2 separate regions of the Rattus norvegicus genome follow, and region 2 is linked to region 1. The links are chromatin contacts, called in public Hi-C maps. All regions are on one chromosome and are shown on one strand. Each heading gives the region's core, a stretch centred on a gene start, on an enhancer-like site or on the middle of the called end of the contact. The rest is flanking DNA. Distances are from core to core; before and after follow the strand shown. Region 1 overlaps Pebp4 (phosphatidylethanolamine binding protein 4). Region 2 has its middle 3.3 kb from the start of Bin3.

The links. Hi-C and Micro-C count contacts between places; a contact is called where the count stands out from the background.
Region 2: a Hi-C map of the A7r5 cell line shows a contact between it and region 1, with 2.9 times the contacts expected there. The contact joins two enhancer-like sites. A contact is called at or near these places in 6 of 12 Hi-C or Micro-C datasets (the A7r5 cell line, the Rat2 cell line, kidney and 3 more).

The regions. Positions count from the first base shown.
Region 1 is chr15:51,511,320-51,515,084 of GRCr8, reverse strand. The region is part of intron 3 of Pebp4 (phosphatidylethanolamine binding protein 4); the gene reads right to left. Among named protein-coding and RNA genes, the nearest start is that of Egr3, 47 kb to the left of the region's middle. Within about 2 kb of position 1,359, at least 7 of the 93 cell types and tissues checked have an H3K27ac peak or open chromatin away from gene starts, as enhancers often do. A contact at or near this core is called in the A7r5 cell line, where this site is marked.
Region 2 is chr15:51,578,133-51,582,305 of GRCr8, reverse strand. No RefSeq gene overlaps it. Among named protein-coding and RNA genes, the nearest start is that of Bin3, 3.3 kb to the left of the region's middle. Within about 2 kb of position 2,600, at least 14 of the 93 cell types and tissues checked have an H3K27ac peak or open chromatin away from gene starts, as enhancers often do. A contact at or near this core is called in the A7r5 cell line, where this site is marked.

The DNA of each region.
Region 1 (3,765 bases), core at 110-2,609:
ACATTCTGGGAGGGTCCTCTGCACTGTCCCACCCCACCTCAGTGACTTTGTCTGGCTCTCCCTCCAAACCCAGGACACCTGAGAGGGTGCAGAGGTCGAGGTGCTGGCCTTGGTAATGGATGACCTTGCCTAAGTCATTTGACCCATGTGTTTACATGTGGTTTTCTACCAAGGCCTGCGTCACAAAGCAGCATGAATCTAGGAAATGGACTGAAATCTACAGAGCTAGTGAGATGGTTTTGACCTAACTCCACTCCTGGCAGGCATCTGCAGGTTCTCTGGCCTGGGTTGTTTGCTGCAGAGTGCTCAGACTTCCTCTTTAACCATAAATGTCTCCCGGAAAGTCTTCCTACAGAGGCCTCAGGGGCTTTCTCAGGGAATGTGTGAGTGTGTGCACACAGTCATTGAACATGCTATCCCAAAGAGCCATAGCCTAGTGCTAAGGGTGTGTGTGTGTGTGTGTGTGTGTGTGTGTGTGTGTCTGTGTCTGTGTTTATGTGTGTGTGCATGTGTGCAATTAGGCAGGAATCCCAGTTTGGGTGAAGGATTCTGATACTTGGGGCCCTGGCTTTATGAAATACTTAAGTCCCAAGTCAACTTAAGCAAACATGAGCTTCTACAGATATGTGTATACTTTATGTAGAGAGGTATAGGGAAGGGAGAAAATTATCACATCATACTTTGCTGCAATACCTTTTTCTCTTCCTTCCTTCCTTTCTTTCTTTCTTCCTTTCTTTCTTCCTTCTCTTTCCTTTCTTTCTTTCTTTCTTTCTTCCTTCTCCTTTCTTTCTTTTTTCTTTCTTTCTTTCTTTCTTTCTTTCTTTCTTTCTTTCTTTCTTTCTTTCTTTCTTTCTTTCTCTTTCTTTTGCAAAGCCTCTGCCCATAGGTCTTCTCAGACCTAGAGGAAGGATGATCCCTGACAGAGAGCTGTGTCAGGCTGCTTGGGTGTGGGGCATGTTCCCAGTCTAGGACTGAGGTCTGCTAAATCACTGAGGGAAGGGCCCTATGTTAGGGGAAAAAGTTCCAGAAATGAGCATTAGATGAAGCATGGCCAAAGTCTGGACAGCAACAGAGGCTTCTCTCTTCCTCCCAGAGAAGGTGTCTAGGCCTCCAGTTTCCTATGTCATAGAACCTGCCTGTCAGAGTATTGCATCAGAGTGAAACTGTGCTAGATGCCTTAGGGGAGAAGGCAGTGAGGGCTTGTGAGCTCAATTTTCCAACCTTGAGGTGCTCAGGGTCAAGTCCTTGGCCTCAGCCAGCTCTTTTCCGCACTTCCAACGATACTCCCCTAGACCTTACATAGATGGAAGTGGTCTCTAGGGGCATGTGGAGAGATGGGGTGTGAGTCAGAAATGACCAGGCTTTCATCAGCCCTGAATCAGAGGGAAGGCAGGGGGAAGGGTGGGAGTGACTGTAGATAGTCTTGTGGTTCCCTTAGGAACAAAAGCATCCTGAGGAAATCAAGGCCTTCGAAAGGTCCAAGGTTCCCAATGTGCCCAGACATACAGGCCATTTCCACACACTCCAGAACAGGACAGGCCATTAAAGGCTTGAGTGGCTTAGGAGAAGGGCTACCCAGGGGTAGGGAAAGGAAGGTAGGTCCCTAGGGTCCCTTGAACCCTGTGATTCGAGAACTTCTGACTGAGAGTTGAGATAGTTTCTTGTGACTAGGGGAATAACAGGCTGTGGTCAGAAGACCAAGATGGGTATGGGTACAGGAGAGAGTGCATCTTCCAGCATCCTCTTGCAGCATCTTTTATTTTCCCTGCAGTGTTTTTGCTTCCTTGTAGGTAGAAAGTTGAGGTTTTGGGTTATGTAGGGTATTTATAAGAAAACTATGGGGTGTTGCTCTCTTTTCAAAGCCAGTGGTCTCAATATCATCTGATACAGTAAGGTTGAGGTCTGGCTGCTTGATACCTCCTTTTAGGTCTCTATAGTCCCTTCTTTTTGCTCTTTCTGCTTTCCATTCAAATACGCAAAGTTCCCATCTGTGTCATGGCAGCACAAATATCAAAGCTACCTGTTAGAGCCAGAGAGCCTTGTCTGCCACAGGCTTTAACTTTGCCTGTCTCCCTGTCCAGAAGCGTCATCACTCAGGGTTACAGCCATTCATCTAGCACAGCATATAGATGAACTTTTCCAGGTGGTTTCTATGTATAGTCTGAACACTGCCTCCCTTCCCCTCCCCTTGATTGACCCCTCCCCATCTGTAGGTAGTTGTGCAGGCACAGATGAGTAGTGAACAGCAGCCCCATGACTGGGGATCATAGGGCCATAACTGATGATCTAGGGCCACTCCCGCATTCAACAAAGGGACACATTCATGACCCAGGCATCTAAGGACCAGATGTCCATAGCAGAAAGGTTCTAGAACCCAGATCTCTTGACCTCCCTACTTGGTTTGATAATCTCTAATGAGACAATGCTTTGAGTGGAGTGCTGTCTTCTTACAGAAACCCTGGGCACAGGGCTGCTTTGAGAAAATGCTTGCCAATGGACTTGCATCTCTTGGAGGACTCTTGTGTCATTCTTGCTGTTCTCATCCTCCTCATTACCACTTTTGAGGGAAGTTAGCTAGAAATGAGGATAGCAGGCAAACCACTCCTCCATCTCTTGGGTCACAAACCCTGTCTTAGCTGCATTTGGTCCTGAGATTTGAGTGAAGGAGTGGGTCTGTGTAGTGTAGCTACCCTGACTAACTGTTGGAGAAATAAACAAGATGCTATTGTGCCAAAAAGAGAGGAGTTACATCAAAAGTATCTCAGAAAGGAAGAAAGCCAATTTTTTTGCATCTGTGTGTGTGTGTGTGTGTGTGTGTGTGTGTGTGTGTGTGTGTGTGTGTGTGCCTTATGTGAGATGCATGGATAGGGGGAGAGAGGGAAAATGCCTGGGTAATTAACTTAATAGGTTTCTTAAAGAATGCCCTTGTGAGTGATGTTCAACACATTCAAGTGTTGACAAGAAGGCATTGAACTTGACGCCCACACAGCGGGCAGAAGCATGCTCTCGGCTCTGACACACCTTCATCTGAAACGTGTAGTAAACTCGGTGCTGGGTTGTGAAATTAGTCTCAGGGGATCCATGCTGTGGGGGCTCTGAAGTCAAGGTCCCTGCTCCCAGGTGGGTCAAGGTGACCACCCTGGACCGAGATCCTGTGAGTAAGATAACAGAGGTAGAGAACCGTGGCTCAGAAGCCTAAGGATGCCACTGTACCCGCTTGAGGCTGTGCTCTGGGGTATGGCCAGAATTGAAGCCCCATTCCTGCCTTCCCAGCCCCAGTTGCCTTGAAATGCATAAGTCTGACACACAAGGACATCCTCAAGACCCTAGGACTTCCCTAGCTTGAAGAATTATTAGAAAAATCCAGGTAGATGTGTGCCTATGGATTTGTCTGTTCTATGAAATACAGAGCGGGAAGAGAGGCCACCAACCATTGGTGGGCTGGCAGAATAGGAACATGGCCTTGGAAGAGGTGTGTGTGTGTGTGTGTGTGTGTGTGTGTGTGTGTGTGTGTGTGTGTGTGGTTGATCAAACACTGGTTGATCTTAGTTGAAGCCATATGAGGACCATAAGTCATCAGATCCCTCAAATTTGCCAGGCAGTCTGCTTCTAAGGCCATCAATGAGGATGAACTTGGGCCTTTTGTGCCTACTTAGTGACTGTCATCCACCTGCCCACTTATCTATCATCTGGCCCCCCTGTGATCATTCCCTGTGTGGCAGGAGACTCCGACTTATCAGATGAAACATTTCAGGCTGAGACCTG
Region 2 (4,173 bases), core at 1,351-3,850, 66 kb before region 1:
GGATCAGAGTAGGAGGAACAAGGGATGGCTTTTAGTTTTAAAAGACTTTCCAATAGGAGCTGGCTCCCTCAAGACATCTCCCGGACCATCACCCTGCTATTTCTTCAGGAAAGAAGCAGGAGCACAGGAGTGGTCTTGAAGAGAATAGAAGACCAGAATCTTTGAAGAACAGCTCAGACAGAGAGCATGGGTCGGGGAGTCTTGAAGCTTTGCATGGGTGAGATGAATGTAAGTGGGTAGCATGTGATGTGAGTTTCTTGGTGTTCCAGAACCTGTGGATGGCTCTGCCCCATTTCCCCCTGCTCCATACTCAGCCTCCCTCAGACATTGCCAGTGGTGATAAATATTTTCAAAAGTTTTAGCATAGGCCCCTGTGTACATCAAGGGAAGGCCATTTTGGCGGCTGTTGGTTGGAGTAGTAGACATATCTTGCAGGACAAGAATGAATGAGAGCTGGACTAAGAGAAGAACTAAGGGCTCTAGTCCTGTCTTTGACAGCATGACCAATTTCACAAAAGTCACATCCCTTTCCTGGGCCTTGATTCCTCGTCTATCAGAATAGGGGCAGATAACACTGCTGTTGAAGTCCCCCTCAGCCAACTTCCAAGTGCACTGTTATATTGGTTCTCAACCTTCCTAATGCTTTAATACAGTTCTTCCTGTTGTGGCGGCGACCTACAACCATAAAATGATTTTTGTTGCTATTTCAAAACTGTAATTTTGCGACTGTTATGAATTATAATGTAAATGTCTGATGTGCAGGACCTGCAAAGGGGTCAGACCTATCATAGCTTGAGAACCACTGAGCTAGAGGCTCTTGGGAAATGGGACAGAGGAGACAGGACCCGAACAGAGACAAGACCAGAGAAATGAGCAGGTCTGAGCAATTGTTGATGTCTGAGGATGAAGCTAAATATGAATCTTTAGAGAGAAAAGGATTCAGTCTGAGGCCTAACTGGGACTCTTTGCTTATTGCCGACCTCAGACTTTTAACATAATCAGCAAGACCTTCTAGGTTACTGGGGAGATTGTTGGCTTCCCAGGGTCTGTCTGGGAAGTGTCTGGAAGTCTCTGAACTCAGCATGGCCTTCCTTCCTTTCAGCAAGCAGGACCTTAGGCATAGGGTGGATAGTCAGGTTCCTTCATGTTCTGCACACCTAGAAGCTTCTCTCTGTGACCCTCCGGGTGAGTGAGTGGTACTCCTCCCTAGGTAGCTGTGCACAGGAACCCACCTAGCGCACATGGTCTGCAGAACTACAATCTGTGTCTTGCCTTTCTATAACCAAAGAACAGTATAATACAGGTTGATCCTGCCTCTTCAGGGATGGAAAGGAGCAAGGTTGGTTTATAAGTAGAAGCTGAGACTGGAAGGGCTTCAGGCAGAGGTGATGCTCCTGACTGAAAACCTGGTAAATATTGCTTCTTCCCCAGATGGCAGATGGCAGAGGTCTGTTTAATGAGCAAAGCTATAGAGGAACAGATCTATTATTGCCCCAACCTCTCCTCAGAGTCTTTAACTCAGGAACTTATATACAAATGCTCTGGGGGGGGGGTGTCTCAGAATATGTTACATCTTGCTTTGTCCTAGCCTTTCCAATATGAAGTTTAGGGATGGCCCAACTCTTTCACAAAGCCTCATGGAGGCTCCTGAAATGGACCAAGATCCAGGCCTTCAATGTTCTCCATGGACCTCAGCTTGCTTCTCCATGCTTTTCAATTGCTTAGAAGGGTACCACTAAATCAGAGTTCCCCAAGAAGCCAAGAGCCAATGGTATGAAATGGCAAGCTAGGGTGACAGAAGATGAGGGTGTCAGAGTAAAATTTTGTGGAGAATGGGAAGCCCACATTGGCTACTTAAAAGTCATATCTCAAGCCAGGATGACAAACAGCAAGTGACTGGATGAGGAATCTCTACTAGGCTTTGGCTTTGCCTCCAAGGGGTTAAGAGTTACTTATTTCTTCCAATGGGCTTCATCTTCCTTGACCACAGTCTAAATCAGGTTTGACAAATGAGTGTCATTCCATGTGCCAATTTTGACTGTTTATTACTAGCTGTCTAGACTACTATATTGAGGATTCTGGGAACTCACTCTGTGAGTCTGATGAAGACATTCTGTGATGGATTAGTAATGTCTGCCATGAATGAGCAAAGGGGCTAAGATGGTATGTGTGCCATCTTATTTTGTTATTCTGACAAATAGTTAATAATCAATCAACTATGCATGCCATACCATGCACTTGTCTAGGTAACCAATATTTAATCCTTACAACAATGCTGTGATGTAGGTGATGCTATCACTGATGCCATCTTTACAGGTATGAAGCACAGCCATGGAGTGATGAAGAAGAATCCCAACCTGGGTAACCTAGCTCCAATTCTGCTTTTTTTTTTTCCACTTGAGTATATCACTTCTCCTTAATGACTTCCAAAGTTCTTGCCACCTTCTGACTGTCTTTAGCTCTGTTGAGGTGCAGTAGGCTCTCAGGCCAGCATTTGGAGCCAGAAGCAGCATGAGTACTGAAGGGCCAGCCTATTACCAAAGCCCGTAACTAAGAGCACTTTAATGCTTCCTGCCCTTTGGAAAGCTGGCACCAGCAGATGGCAGCACCTGGTAGGGTGAGAGCAAAGGGCACCTCCTGACTCAGCCTGGAAGACCTTCAGGGAGCCCATAACCCAGATGCCAAGGGAAGCCAAGGCAAACAAAGATGCAGAGGAAGTTTAGCCAGGGCACCAAGGAGTAGGGCCGCAGCAGACCTTAGATCTGCAGGGAGCCCCCGGAGCCAATGCTTTGATTCCACCTAGCAGTGGGAGCCTCTCAGTTTGCATTTCATGGTGCTTGCTGTGGGCTCCCCCCCCCCCTTCCTCCACTCTGGAAGAATGACTAAGTTTAAGGACTAAAAAAAAAGTGTTTTGATTACACTGCCTTTTCACCAACTGGGAGCATTAGTCACCCAGGATTGCTGCAGATAACGGGGAAGGCGAGCAGCGTCCCCCTCCTCCCCCTCCTTCTCTCCAATTAGCTCACAGGCCCAGGGAAGAGATGAGTGAGTGAGTTGGGGGGGGGGAGGATATCAGGAACAAAACAATCCCCTTTGGATGATCCCCAGGCACTGGAGTGTGAGGTGCCAGATGAGGTCAGGGGAGACCCCTGAGGTAGGGGTCAACCCACAGCAGTAGGTCCTCACTGTAGATAACTATCAGGACAGTATTAAGCCATGGCCAGCTGGCCCTGAGAGACCAATTTCCCCAGGTAGGTCCAGAGTACACTGGGAATGGGAAATGTAGGTAAACCATTAAAGACAGGGCTCCTGAGGGGGGGGGGGACCCTGGTGGGAATGCTGTTAAAGTGACACAGAGTAGGACTAACAACTGTCCCTGGATGGGGCCCTGAAGCCTTCATGTGGAGCTGGAATTTGCTGTCAGAAGAGGCAGCACTCACATACTATTCTTTGGAATAGCACCCTTCTCTGTTCCCAAGGAGCAGTATTTGCTGTGTTTGGCTGCTTTTATCTGATTTTTTTTCTGCTCCTACCTTGTTGCTGTGAAACTATAGGGCTAGGACATTCTCCTGCTCTGGCCTATTGGTCCAGGGGAGCAACTTTGGGCCCTGTGGTAAGGGCCTCTCATCAGGGATTGGGGTGACTTTGGCCCCTTGGCAGAGTTTTATAGCCCTTTCCTCCCATTCTGAATGGCCTTTCACATAGTAGGACTGTGTATACTAGCGTGAAGAATTTAAAATACTTGGATACACATAATTTTTAAATGCTAAAAATACTGGAAAAGGCAGAAACAAAACATTCATCCAACTTCTCCTAGGAGCAGGGTTTCGGCTACACATTCATTGCAAACACGGAATCGGTTTGGGACATTTAACATCCGCAAGTGCTAGGTATACTCTGGCTTCCAGAGCTTACAAGGCACTACTTTGGAGTGAATAGAGTTCAAAGAGATAGAAGCAGCTATTCTTAGAACAGTGGTTCTCAACCTTCCTAATGCTGTGACCTTCGTATGGTGAGCCCCTCAGCATAAAATTATCTTTGTTGCTACTTTCTAGCTGTAATTTTGCTAGTTATGAACTGTAATGTAAATATCTGGTATGCAAGAAACTTGCTATGTGATCCCTGTGAAAGGGTTGTTTGATCAGCAGAGGCGTTGTGACCCACAGGTCGAGA